Linked DNA regions of Mus musculus: all the other regions are linked to region 1. A link is a contact called in public Micro-C and promoter capture Hi-C data. All regions are on one chromosome and are shown on one strand. Each heading gives the region's core, a stretch centred on a gene start, on an enhancer-like site or on the middle of the called end of the contact. The rest is flanking DNA. Distances are from core to core; before and after follow the strand shown. Region 1 holds the start of Camk2g (calcium/calmodulin-dependent protein kinase II gamma). Region 2 holds the start of Ap3m1 (adaptor-related protein complex 3, mu 1 subunit). Region 3 holds the start of Cfap70 (cilia and flagella associated protein 70).

Region 1 (3,679 bases), core at 1,121-3,620:
TCCATTTACATGGTAGTATGAGTCATTTCCAAGATTTCACCCAATATTTTCCTACGTCATTTTCCATTTCACCCAGAGACACGCGATGCTTTAGATGGTTATCCTGAAGCATCCAGTGTAGATCCTGTAGGCGGGATGACAAACGGGTCACAGCAGGCACGTTGGGCCAGTCAGGTTGTAACCCTGCTTTGACCTTTCCCCCTAGGGTATCCCTAAGAGACCCCATTTTACCCCTAGTCTATGCTTGTGACCTCTCCCCACTCCTCACTCCATCTTCTGTTAATGAATATGTGAGGTTCAAGTATCAGCGTCTGGAGGTCAGGACCCAAGCTGCCTCCAGCCCTCAGGAAGGGCACACTGGTGAAAAAATGACACGCTGGCTGCTGCCTCCATTTCTGGAGCGCAACTAGCAGCCGCTTCTGCAGCAAGGATGGATGAGAGAAAATGAAGACTTACTGGCATCCCTGATTTTACAACCTCCTTACCCAACCGGGCTGAGACTTGGGACCTGCTGCTTTGAGGTAGGAAGTGGCCTTGTCCCCTCCACTTAACTTCCTGTTGCCATGTGGAAGGGTGGAGTACACAGTGCCCCTGTCACCTCAGCTCTTTCCTTGGTTCTCTCCTCTCAGGTAATCAGTCAGGGCTTTCTTCCCCCACTTCCCCCTAATCTCCAACCCCCACCCCCCCACACACACTTTGCTCCCTGGGCTGTGGGGTAAGTCCTCCCTTTGTGCTCTTCCCACCCCACTGAAGCTTGGGAGGCCAGAGTACCTCTCAGTTGCCTCCCCTGGCAGCACTGGCCTGCTGACAGAGGAGGCTGGATTCCCAGTGGGCACCCTGCTGTAATCAAGACTGAGAGGCAGCAGTTGGCTGAGCTCCCTTCTGCCCAGTGGGGAATGGCCTCTGACTTGGGGTACAGCTGCGCGGGGGGGGGGGGGGGGGGCATCGGGAAATTGCCCTGCACATTGCTCCTCCAGAGTGGCTTTTACTTGACTCTGTCCCATAAAGTTGTAATATTGGAGACAGAGCCGTTCTATGAACACTGAGCCTGGAGCGAAGTACCCAGGGGTTCCTTTGGAGTGCACAGTTTAGTGGGAAGAAAAATACTACACAATAGCTGCAAACACTGTTTGAATAAGGTACTGAGGGTTACTCTAATATTATACATGATTTAACCCAGTAAATGCTCACAGCCCTATGAAGTATACTGCACTATTATTTCCAGTTCTCAAATAAGGCCCAGACAGATTTCATGAACTGCAGAATGCCTGAGGTCAATGATTTTCCAGACATCCGAGAGCTAGGTAGTATGATCCAAGAGTTCTCAATACTGTGTGCTAGCACTCATACTTGCAAATACATCATTACAAAATGTGATAAAGTGTCATAAATAAAAGTACTGGATGCCCACAAGAAAACGAGCATGTTTTCATCTTTTGCTTTTAGCCACTAGTGCACAAAGCCTTTTCAAGACATTCTTACTTTTATCTTTTATTACTGACCTAGGAGAGAACATTTATTTCTAAGACTGGAATGCAGGAAAGCATCACACGGGCCCGCAGGACAGCTCAGTGAGTAAAAAGATGCGTGAGCTAAGCCTGACTACCCAAGTTCCATCCCCCAATGTAGTGAAAAGAGAACCAACTCCCCAAGTTGTGTGACCTCCACACGTGCGCTGTGGCAACCATAGGGCCACAGGCATACACACACGAAACAAATAAATGGAAAGAAAGAAAGAAAGAAAGAAAGAAAGAAAGAAAGAAAGAAAGGAAGGAAGGAAGAAAGAAAGAAAGAAAAGCAAGCAAACATCTTGCCCCATGGCCTGGTTTCGCTGATAAAACCGCGGCTGAAGGTTTTCTGGTTTTGTTTTTTCTTAATGATGCCCTTGATTCTTGCACTAATCTAGAGTGTCGGCACCCTGGGGGAAGGCTGCGGGCAGCTGGCTCTGCAGTCTGGGGGCATCTCTCGAGTGTACAGTCTCACATACGCTCTTTGACCTTGGCATTTTCCGGCTTGGTTCAGGCTGCAGTCATGGGACCCACGTGTGGGGCCTCTCCCCAGACCTCGGTGGTCCAGACCCAACACCACTCAAGAACCACTTTCACACATTGGTTCCTGAGCTCTTGCAGGGTCCGCCCTGGAGGAGCCCGCAGGAGGTGTCTTCCAGTTCGGTCGGTCCCAGTGGGTGGCCGGGAGTGGGGACCCCGCGTCCTTGGCCCTCGGGTGCAGGGGGCCCAGTTCGGGCGGCTCCTGGGGCGGGGCGGGGCCGACGGTGGGAGGCCCCTCCCCGGGGGCGGGGCGGGGGCCAGCGGGGCTTGGGGGCGGGGCCGGCGGGCGGGCGCGGGGGTGTCCCTCCCTCCCTCGCTCTCTCCGGTAAAGTCTCGCGGTGCTGCCGGGCTCAGCCCCGTCTCCTCCTCTTGCTCCCTCGGCCGGGCGGCGGTGACTGTGCACCGACGTCGGCGCGGGCTGCACCGCCGCGTCCGCCCGCCAGTATGGCCACCACCGCCACCTGCACCCGCTTCACCGACGACTACCAGCTTTTCGAGGAGCTCGGCAAGTACGGCCCACCCGCCACGCGCGGCGGCCCCCCACCCTGGTCCAGGCGTCCCGGCGCTCTGCGGCTTCTCGCCCCGCCCCCCGGCCCTGCACCGGCCGCTGCAGCGCCCCCTCGACCCGCCCCACCCCCAGCTTTTCCCGCGTGCTGCCTCGGGGGCCCCTTAGCCCCGGGTTCCCGGTCCCGCAGCCCCCTCCGCGCCCTGCAGCAGCTGCCAGGCTGCTGCACCCGGCGCCGCCGCGGGAACTGCAGCCCCGGGACTGCTCCGGGGCGCCTTCCAGCCCCGCCCCTCCCGCACCCTTCAGACGCTCCCCTCCCTCGACCCCGCCTGTCCACCGCCCCCTCCCCACCCAGCTCCGGAGCCCACTCAGCACCGGCCCCCCAGTTCCCACGCGCCCGGCACTCAGGACCCTCCCCGGCTCTGCAGTTCCAGCCCCGCTGCGGTGCCGGGGTGTGGGGAGATGTTTAGTGCCGGGCCCCGCCCCCCCGCTAGTGCGGCTTCCAGGATCCCAGCCTTGCTGCTGGGCAGTGCTGCGGCACCCCCGGCCCCTCCCCCCATCCCTGCAGTGGTCCCAGGAGCCGTGCGCCGCAGCCGCAGCATCCCCCTCCCCTCCGCACTGAGCTGGCCGCCGCCGCAGCCCGGGTCCCCGCCACCCCCACCCGCGGTGCAGAGCCTGGCCACTGCAGCCCCCGCTCTGCCCGCCCCCCTAGATATTTCCAGAGCCCGAGATCGCAGCCCATTTGGCGGGTCACGTACAGGAAAATAGCACGGGGAAGGGGAGTTACTGCTGTCACAATCAGAGCTGTCTTTCCTCTGTTTCCCTGCTGTCAGTTGAGCGGGGATGCTGTGGGTTTAAGCCAGTTGAGCGGATCTTGAGCGTCACTTTCTCCCAGGCTTAAGGGAAATTTCTCAGGAAACCATACCTTCTGTTTAATCCCTCCTTTTCCCTACTTTCAATTATTTCTGCTGAGAGGAGGAACAAGGTCTCCCTGTTCTTCTCTCTCCTGGTTGCCTTTGCTGGGACCACAAGGCAATCAGTGAGATGCAGCAGGTGTGTATTTGAAGCATCGCCCACCAGTCTGAGGTTTGAGGCTGTTGGAACTAGATGGGAGCCAGGTGGTGCT
Region 2 (3,820 bases), core at 1,065-3,564, 260 kb before region 1:
ACATGTGACACACATTCACACAAACACACACACATACACATAAATAAAAATAAGAACTATTTTCCTAAAGATAACTGACAACTCACAAATTCCTAAATTCTTTTCCTAATATCTATAAATGCTTTTTACTAATTTATATGTTCTCCACTGACGAATTCTATACATTAAACTGTGCCTACAATTTATGCTGTTTTCTCTCACAGTTAAACAAAATTGGTAGAAATCTCTTAACTGCCAGGAAAATCATAGAGCAATTCAGCCGAAATGCATTATCATTCAGCAATCCTAACTAACAAAGGGAGGAACAGTCTACTCAAAGGTCTCTGCATAAAATTAAAGAATCCATACAGTCAAAATCTTTTAACTTCACCTGTGCAGAAAGCAATAGGTTAGCATTATGGAAAGTGAATTTTATTCCTCTAAATTATCTACAATTTTAAATAGACAGATATGTATATGGCTCTTCATTTTTGGTAAAATTGAGATAATTATAGAAATGGTCTTATCAGGTTGGTTTGGATTTGAGTTAAAATACGTAGAATGCAGAAACAGCACCTGGCATATACATATCTAAGTATTAATCATTACCATGGATCATTTTTAAAAATGCATACTCGAATAGAAGCATGTCTTGGATGTTGTGTAAACACACTAGAACCAAATAATAAACTTGAATCCTGATGCCCAGGGTTCGAATTTTCCTTTCTTAAATGTTTTCTTTGAGCTTCAATATCCTCACCTGTAAAATAAGGTTAATCCCTGCATTTCTTTCATGGAGGCTTCTTTATACCGTTACTTCAGATGGTAAGCACTGTTAAAATGGATCATCATAATATATAAAGTATCATTTTTATTAAAAGAAAATCTAAGGAGACAGTATGCGTTTATTCAGTGGGCGGGGCCAGAGGACAACAGAAGAACAGAATAGGTTCACTCCGTCCACCACGTGTGTCCTGGAGTCTGACTGAACTCAGGTCATCCGACTTGGCAGCAAATGCCCTTATCTGCTGAGCCATCTCACTGACCCAGATAATCTAAAATTTAAAATAAAACATCCTCAGTTTTTTGGTTGTTTTTTTTTTAATGTTTTACGTTTGTGGTATTAGACATGCACAATAACCTTCTAAGAATAATAGGCACTAAATAAACCCACTAAAAGGGACCTGCTCAGACCCATTCCACCAAGAACATGATTTGGGACCCCCCAACTTTCCTTTTCAGTTGTGAATCAATTCTCCTTTTGAACATGGAAAAAATATGTTGAAATAAATGGAATTTGCCTTGTATAATCAGTAACAGGCCCACGGTTTTAAATCAGTTTGATGCGTCTATTTTTAGGTAGCAAAATCACTGCCTTCCAATGAGCACTTCAAAGTCATCAGACACTGAGCGCGCTGGACTTTATACTTATTAGGAAGAAATTTTTTTTAAAAAAACGAACGGCTTTTTGTAAATGAAAGTTGCAACATCAATTGTGCGTCAGGTGTTGGGAGAGAGAGCTCTCCGCTCCTGCCAAATATGCAAAGGGGAAAAAAAGAAAAACAAACAAAAACTTTCCTAACCTAAGCCTGAGGTTGCTTGGGGGTCCCATGAAGGGGGTCTCCAAAGATGATTTCAGAAAGCTGACGGAAAACTCAAAACGCTCTTCTGCAACGCCTTCTGAAGAATTCCAAGAATGTTATCTTTTACCAGGGTCCAGGAGGCGCCGGGCGCCTTCCCGCTAAATACCCTAGGAAAGGATGCAGCTCCAGATAGGTCCTTTGGGGTCGCGCTAGCGCGGCCCGCGAAGACAAGCACGTGGCGCCAGAGGAAGGCTCGGCCCCCGGGCCAGCAGCTCTGATTGGTCAGTGGCTGCCAGGGCCGAGAATGCACCTGAGCAGAGTCCAGAACAAGAGGGCACTGAGGGGAACAGCAGCTACGCGGGCAACTCCCCGAGCTGCAGGTCCAGCGCGTTGGCCCCACGAACGCAGCCACCAACCAGCTGCGCCAGCCCACGTGGGCCTTGGCTCACTGCGAGTGCCATCTCCCTCCTCCCCCACGTAGGGCAGCTCTCACCTCAGCGCTTGTGGCGCTTCCACCTTGAGCTTTTTGGGCTTGGGCTCGTCCGCAGCTGCCATCTTCACACTCTCACCGTAGTTTGGCTCTGCCGCGCGTCCCGCCCCTCAGTCCGGTGGCCCCGCCCCTCAGCTCGTCACCGCCCCCTTTCCACTAAGCCCCGCCTCTCCAAGCTCCGCCCAATCCGTGACTCTAGTCCATAACCATTGGCTCTACGCGCTTCCCTACAGGACCTCGATTACTACGGTAAGGGACCCCAAACGGAGTTAGGCTGCGGGTGAGCGCCTGCGCTCAGGGAGTGCCAACCTCCCCGTTCCTTCAGCCCCTGAGTAATGTGGAAGAGTCAGATCTTCAACCTCTGTAGACACCGAGCCTCTCACTGAACGCCGTTCCGCTCGTTGTGTCTATCTAGTCCAGCCGACCTCCTTGGTGCCTCTGCGGCTGCTAGTCAGGCAATCTGCTGGGCACTCCGAGCGCGGGGTCCTCGCGGCATTCTCTGCTGCTTCAGCTGCGGTGCAGAGAGGACCCGGCACCGAATCACTGAGTCGCCCAGGTGTCGGGGTGAGTGTGAGGGCGGGGAGTCTCCGGGCTGGAGACCTCTCCAAAGCCGGGGAGTAGACCGCATAGCTCCGGCTCGGGACTCTAGCCTGGGCTCCAGGAGCGTCCCCGCTGCTGTGCACCGGGGCCGCGCCTGCCCGGCACGTCCGGGCTTTCTAGCCAGCTGGGCCGGAAGGGAGCGGTGCACCTGCCACGTAGGGTTCTCGGACCCTGGACCCCAGGCACGGGAAATGTCATCTATAGTGAGGTGCAGTACCGACGACTTGAATTTGTAGGACCCCAGGTTTGGCCTTGGAGGGCAAGTCCCCTGAAGAAGCTAAGAACGCTCTCTTTATAGGGTGGCGCCTGCGTGAGCTGGCCTGGGATGGGGAAACAGTGAGTAGGGTGTTGCAGCTTCTCAGGAGACAGGTGACAGGGCTGTAAACTAAGAAGGTGGCCTGGAGAATGGAAACATAATGAGGGGTGGGCTGATTGGATGCAGTGGATTTGTTTGATATTGAAGCTTTAACTTCCTAGTTGAGAAGTTGAGTCACTGTAAAAATCCGGCGTTCTCGCGGGGAAAGAATTTTTTTTTTTTTTTTTTGGTGGCATTTGGGATTTTGACTTGAAAACACATTACACAGAAGAAAAGGAATTTTCTGCAGGCAAATATATAAATCCTTCCTCTGTATTGAAAGAAGAAAACGTGCCCCCCTTTTGAGAGAGTCCCACTGCTATTATCGTCTGTTTCTCAGTGTCTTCCTGGTTTTTAAACATTTTTTTTTTACATTTATTTGTTTGTTGTATGTGTGTTGCATGCCACAATATACATGTAGAATTCAGAGACCAACTTCTGGGCCACAATTCTCTCCTTCCACCATGAGGGTCTTAGTGCTCAAACTCAGGTCCTTAGGCTTGCTAGCAGACACCTTTTTTGATGAGCCATCTCAGTCTCCTTATCTTTGTTTTACCTACTTGCTGCTTTTAGCTAAGAACCACACTGCTATGCCGTTGCCAACATCCTACTGAGTTATCACTAAAATTACTTTAACCAACATCACCCATCACATCAAATATGACAATCATATATTCTCGGTATAGATTTAAAAAAAAAAGTCTTGGAGCTGGAGAGATGGCTTGTCAGTTAAGAGCACTAGATGCACTTTTGATGAACCAGGTTCAATTCCTGGCCCTCACACAGTGGCTGACAACTGTCTGTAACTCCAGT
Region 3 (4,091 bases), core at 619-3,118, 340 kb after region 1:
GCATTTTAGTATTGTTCCTTTGTTCTTGTGCTTGTCTGTTTTGAGACAGGGTATTACATTGGAGCCCTGACTGGCCTGAAACTTGTTGTATAGACCAAGCTAGCCTCCAGCTCTGTCTGCTATCGCCTCCACAGTGCTGGGACTGAAGGTGTGCATCACCACACCTGGCTCACCTGCATTGTGGTAAATGGAGGGAAGTGGGTAGGATTTCCTTCTTCAAAGACTGAATATTTTGTTATGTATTTACATACCACAGTTTTGTGTGTGCGTACACATACATTCACGTGAGCGTTGTTACATATGCATTCATGAAGTGCCATATATACCACAGTGTGTAGAGGTCAGAGCACAACCTTGTTTTGAGATGGTCCCTTCTCAACTGCTCTGCATGCCACCTCTCTGACTTGATCTTCAAGAGTCCCCAGTCCCTACTTCCCATCCTGATGTAATTTGCAGGGATGGCGGACACGCGCTCAGCTTCACATGCCCTCTTGTGCCTTGATCTCAGATCCCCACTGCTCCATAGCGAGCGCCTGAGTTGTCTGCGTCCCTGCAAGTAAGACTGAATAAGTGAATTGGTTCACCGAGCTGGACTTGGTCGACCTGCGTGCTCTTTACCTCCTTGGGTTGTCTTGGCCATCTTGTTCAAATCTGTTGGTCAGGATTGTTAGGTGTGTACTTGTCACTCTTGATTCGTTTCCTTTGGCCTGTATTATCTGTCCTTGTTCCTTAATACTTTATAGGCCAATCCTTCTATAGGACATTATGAAATAGGGAAGTGTGAATCCTCTTAATTTCTGACAAAGTCAGTAGTGTTTATTTTAAAGACTTATGTTTTGAATTATGTGTGTGAATATGTGTCTTTGTGTGGTATATGCACATGGATGCAGGTGGCCGTGAAGACTAGAGGCATCAGGTGACCTGGGGGTCCCCTAGAACTAGAGTCACTTCTGAGCCACCCAGCGTGGGTGCTGTGAACCAGGCTTGGGCCTCTGCCAGAGCACGTCACACTCTTGTGGCCTGTCACACCAGCCTGTCAGTTACGATTTTGATAGCAATTGCTTAGACCTTGTACATATACTTCTGATTATATTATTAGATATGGCCATTGCTGGGGGCCAAACTTAGCGGTGTAGAGTGTGCTTTGCAAACACAGGAAGAACTTGGCTATGTGGCCCTATCTGGCCTGGAACTTGCTATGCATACCAAGTTGAGAATCAACTTTTTTTTTTTTTAAGATTTATTTTTGTTTCTTCCCTTTGCAAGCACTGACACTCACACCAGAAGGCGGCACTGGACCACTTGGGGCTGGAGTTGCCCCTTGTGTACTGGGAGTTGAGATTGGGCCCGCTGGAAGAGTGTAAGGTCTCCTAACTGCTGAACCGTCTACAGATCCAAGAGTCAGCATTTAAGGTACAGGTATTTTGAGAAAAGATCTAAATTACTAGTTTACTTTTCAAGGGCAGACGATTTTTATATTGCCCAGTATAGCCTCAAACACCCACTCAAGCAATCCTTAAGCAATCCTTTTTTGCCTCGGACTCCCAAGTAGCTAGAACTAGAGACAAGGGCCAGGGCACCCTGCTAAAATGGGAGTTGTTTAGTAAAGACTTTTTTTTTTTTTGGAGACATCTAAGGTTTCTTTCCTTAAAGTTCCTTTTAATTTTATCATTCTATTTTTTGTGGATAATGAAATTAATCGTAAAGGAAAAAGATTTGAAAGGTGGAAAGCTACATTTTAACCCAAACTTGCAAAGGAGAAACACCCAAGGGGCGTGGTTTTCAGAGCACAAGCCAAATTTGCAACCTCCTTCTTTGAGGTGGGGAAAAAACAAGTTCTCGCGAGAGCTAGCTGGTTGCTATAGTTACAGAAAACCAGCGTCTGCCTCAGGTAAGCCAGTAACTCCCTTTTAGGGGCTATAGGTGAAGCTGTTGCTCCCACTCCCCAGATCTTTTTTTCTAGGATTCTGAGCTCTTTCCCTACAGCTAAGACCAGGTTGAAGTTCTCGCTCAGCCCAGCTGTGCCCAAGATCCGGCTTCATCCAGAGCTGGATCCAGTCCCATCTCCTTACTCTATGCTATCCCCAAGTCGATTGGTAGCTGTCCTGCCTCTGAGCCTGTGACTAGAAATGGACGCCTTGTTGAGGGCAAGAACAATAGTTGGGCATTCATGCAAGGTCACAGTTACTCAGTAGGAAAGTCGCCAGTCTCCACGGCTGGGACTGTGGATCTGGTTCTGTGAAGTGTCTGCACCGCGTGCGTGAGGCTCTTATCTGCTTAGCACTGCAAGGTAAACCACCACAGCGCCATCCTCGTAAACAAAACCAATGTCCCGGACAGAGAACGAGCTGAATTCACAGCCACGGCGACTGTTTCTGAGTTGGAGACAATCTTCATCGACTATGAAATGTTCAAAGTGAATGAATAGCCTTGGTAGCTGCTTTAAGAAAGATGATCAGAAGAGAATAAGACAGTGAATGTGAGGGTTCCAAAGTGATTATATGCATACGCTGGGGCAGGGAGGGAGGCACCCTAAGCCAGACCACAGACTAGACTTGCCTGAAACTCACTCTCTTCTTTCTATCTGTGTGGCATATGTGAAGGCTTTAGAGTGTGCCAAGGCATAATTGAAAGCTAGTTCCCTCCCCACTCCCCAGTCATCTGTCAGACTGGCTGCCACAAAGCTTACACCTCTTGGTCTATCAACATATCTCTCTTCCTCACTAGACTTGGGGGCTTATATCTCCTCAGCATCTGTCCCTGTCCCTAACTTAATGCAGTTTTAAATGATTTTGACAGAAATGGAATGGATTAGAATAAAACACTTAGACTCAAAGGTGTATTTGTTTGGCACAAGGAACCCAGATGAGCTAGCTCATATGGTACAGATCCCTAATACATACTTGATAAGAACATTGCCAGTGCCACTGAGGCCCTGAAAGGGCCTGGAAGCATTTGGGTGACAAGTCAGGCTTTTAGGCAAGGGCAAGACTGAGGGAGTCACTGGGAAATGGCATGGTGACTGTGAAGTCTGAAGGCATTACCTGTCCCACATGGATGCACACAGTATGCACAGATGCACAGGTCCTCAGAGATATGTTCTACTTCAGATTTCAAATTTATTTTCAGTAAACACACAAAACAAATCTACGACAGATCTACATATCTCAGTCCTTGTACTTAATTTAGATTCTTTCTCCCATTTGCCTGACTTTTCTCTTCCCTTCCCTTCCCTCCCTCAACCCCAAACAGTCCCACATCTGCTTTCCTGTAATGTGTGTTTAAACCTAGGTGCTGCCTAGGGGAGGGAAGATGTGGTATTTGTCTCTTTTCCCTTGCATTATCCTTCTTTATCCCTCCTCCCTTTGTACCCTCCTTCTACACACCCACTTCTATCTCTTGTCATGTATATATTACATATTTAAATATAAATACTTCATATGAGAGAAAATACACAGATTTGTCTTTCTGAATCTAAGTTCATTATTCTTTACACTTTACTGTATATATAATATATATGGTTCTTTTTTGTATTTCTTCTTCTTTTTTTTTTTCTTCTCAAGACAGGGTTTCTCTGTATAGCCCTGATTGTCCTGGACCTCACTCTGTAGACCAAGCTGGCCTCAAACTCAGAAATCCTCCTGCCTCTGCCTCCCACGTGCTGGGATTAAAGGAGTGTGCCACCACTATCTGGCTAATGTATATGGTTCTTATATAATATTTTCTCCATTCGTCTTGTGAGCTTCCAGGCTGGTTCCATACCTTGGTTCTTGTGAATAGTGATACAATGGACATGAGGTACAAATGTCTCTGTGTATGATGGATAATATGACAATTTTATTTCTTCCTTTTTCATATGTATGGGTGTTTTGCGCGAATGTATGTCTGTGCACCACATAACATCTCTGGTGTCCTTGGAGGTCAGAAGAGGGCATCAGATCCAGTGGATCTGGAATTTACAGAGAGTTGTGAGCCACCATGTAGGTGCTGGGATGGACCCTGAGTTCCCAGAAGAGCAGCCGGTGCTCTTCACCCTCAGCCATGTCTCTCACTTGCCATTATTACTTTTGTGAGGAACCTCCATATGGATT

The links. Promoter capture Hi-C pulls out the DNA fragments that hold promoters and counts their contacts. A called contact is a pair of places that touch in the nucleus more often than the background predicts.
Region 2: a Micro-C map of embryonic stem cells shows a contact between it and region 1, with 6 times the contacts expected there. The contact joins the promoter of Ap3m1 here to the promoter of Camk2g in region 1. A contact is called at or near these places in 22 of 39 promoter capture datasets (the 3T3-L1 cell line, 3T3-L1-derived adipocytes, the C10 cell line and 13 more), 5 of 15 datasets of contacts at CTCF or cohesin (the G1E-ER4 cell line, the NIH/3T3 cell line, embryonic stem cells and 2 more), 5 of 484 Hi-C or Micro-C datasets (Th1 cells, embryonic stem cells and muscle stem cells), 12 of 115 datasets of contacts at active chromatin or transcription factors (the 230-238 cell line, DN3 thymocytes, the SCID.adh cell line and 8 more) and 4 of 9 other capture datasets (adipose tissue, liver, macrophages and 1 more).
Region 3: a contact with region 1 is called in a promoter capture Hi-C map of liver. The contact joins the promoter of Cfap70 here to the promoter of Camk2g in region 1. A contact is called at or near these places in 3 of 39 promoter capture datasets (liver and stem cell-derived epiblast-like cells), 1 of 484 Hi-C or Micro-C datasets (embryonic stem cells), 1 of 115 datasets of contacts at active chromatin or transcription factors (memory CD8 T cells) and 1 of 9 other capture datasets (adipose tissue).

What each region holds. Positions count from the first base shown.
Region 1 is chr14:20,792,779-20,796,457 of GRCm38.p6, reverse strand. It overlaps Camk2g (calcium/calmodulin-dependent protein kinase II gamma), which reads left to right and starts at 2,370. Exons shown (of 21, transcript NM_001360186.1): 1 at 2,370-2,557. The coding sequence starts at 2,493. Gm30108 (predicted gene, 30108) reads right to left here and starts at 2,219. Exons shown (of 2, transcript NR_153779.1): 1 at 1,998-2,219; 2 at 1-124.
Region 2 is chr14:21,050,936-21,054,755 of GRCm38.p6, reverse strand. It overlaps Ap3m1 (adaptor-related protein complex 3, mu 1 subunit), which reads left to right and starts at 2,314. Exons shown (of 9, transcript NM_018829.4): 1 at 2,314-2,616. Adk (adenosine kinase) reads right to left here and starts at 2,182. Exons shown (of 11, transcript NM_134079.4): 1 at 2,056-2,182. The coding sequence starts at 2,117.
Region 3 is chr14:20,450,002-20,454,092 of GRCm38.p6, reverse strand. It overlaps Cfap70 (cilia and flagella associated protein 70), which reads left to right and starts at 1,868. Exons shown (of 29, transcript NM_029698.1): 1 at 1,868-1,891.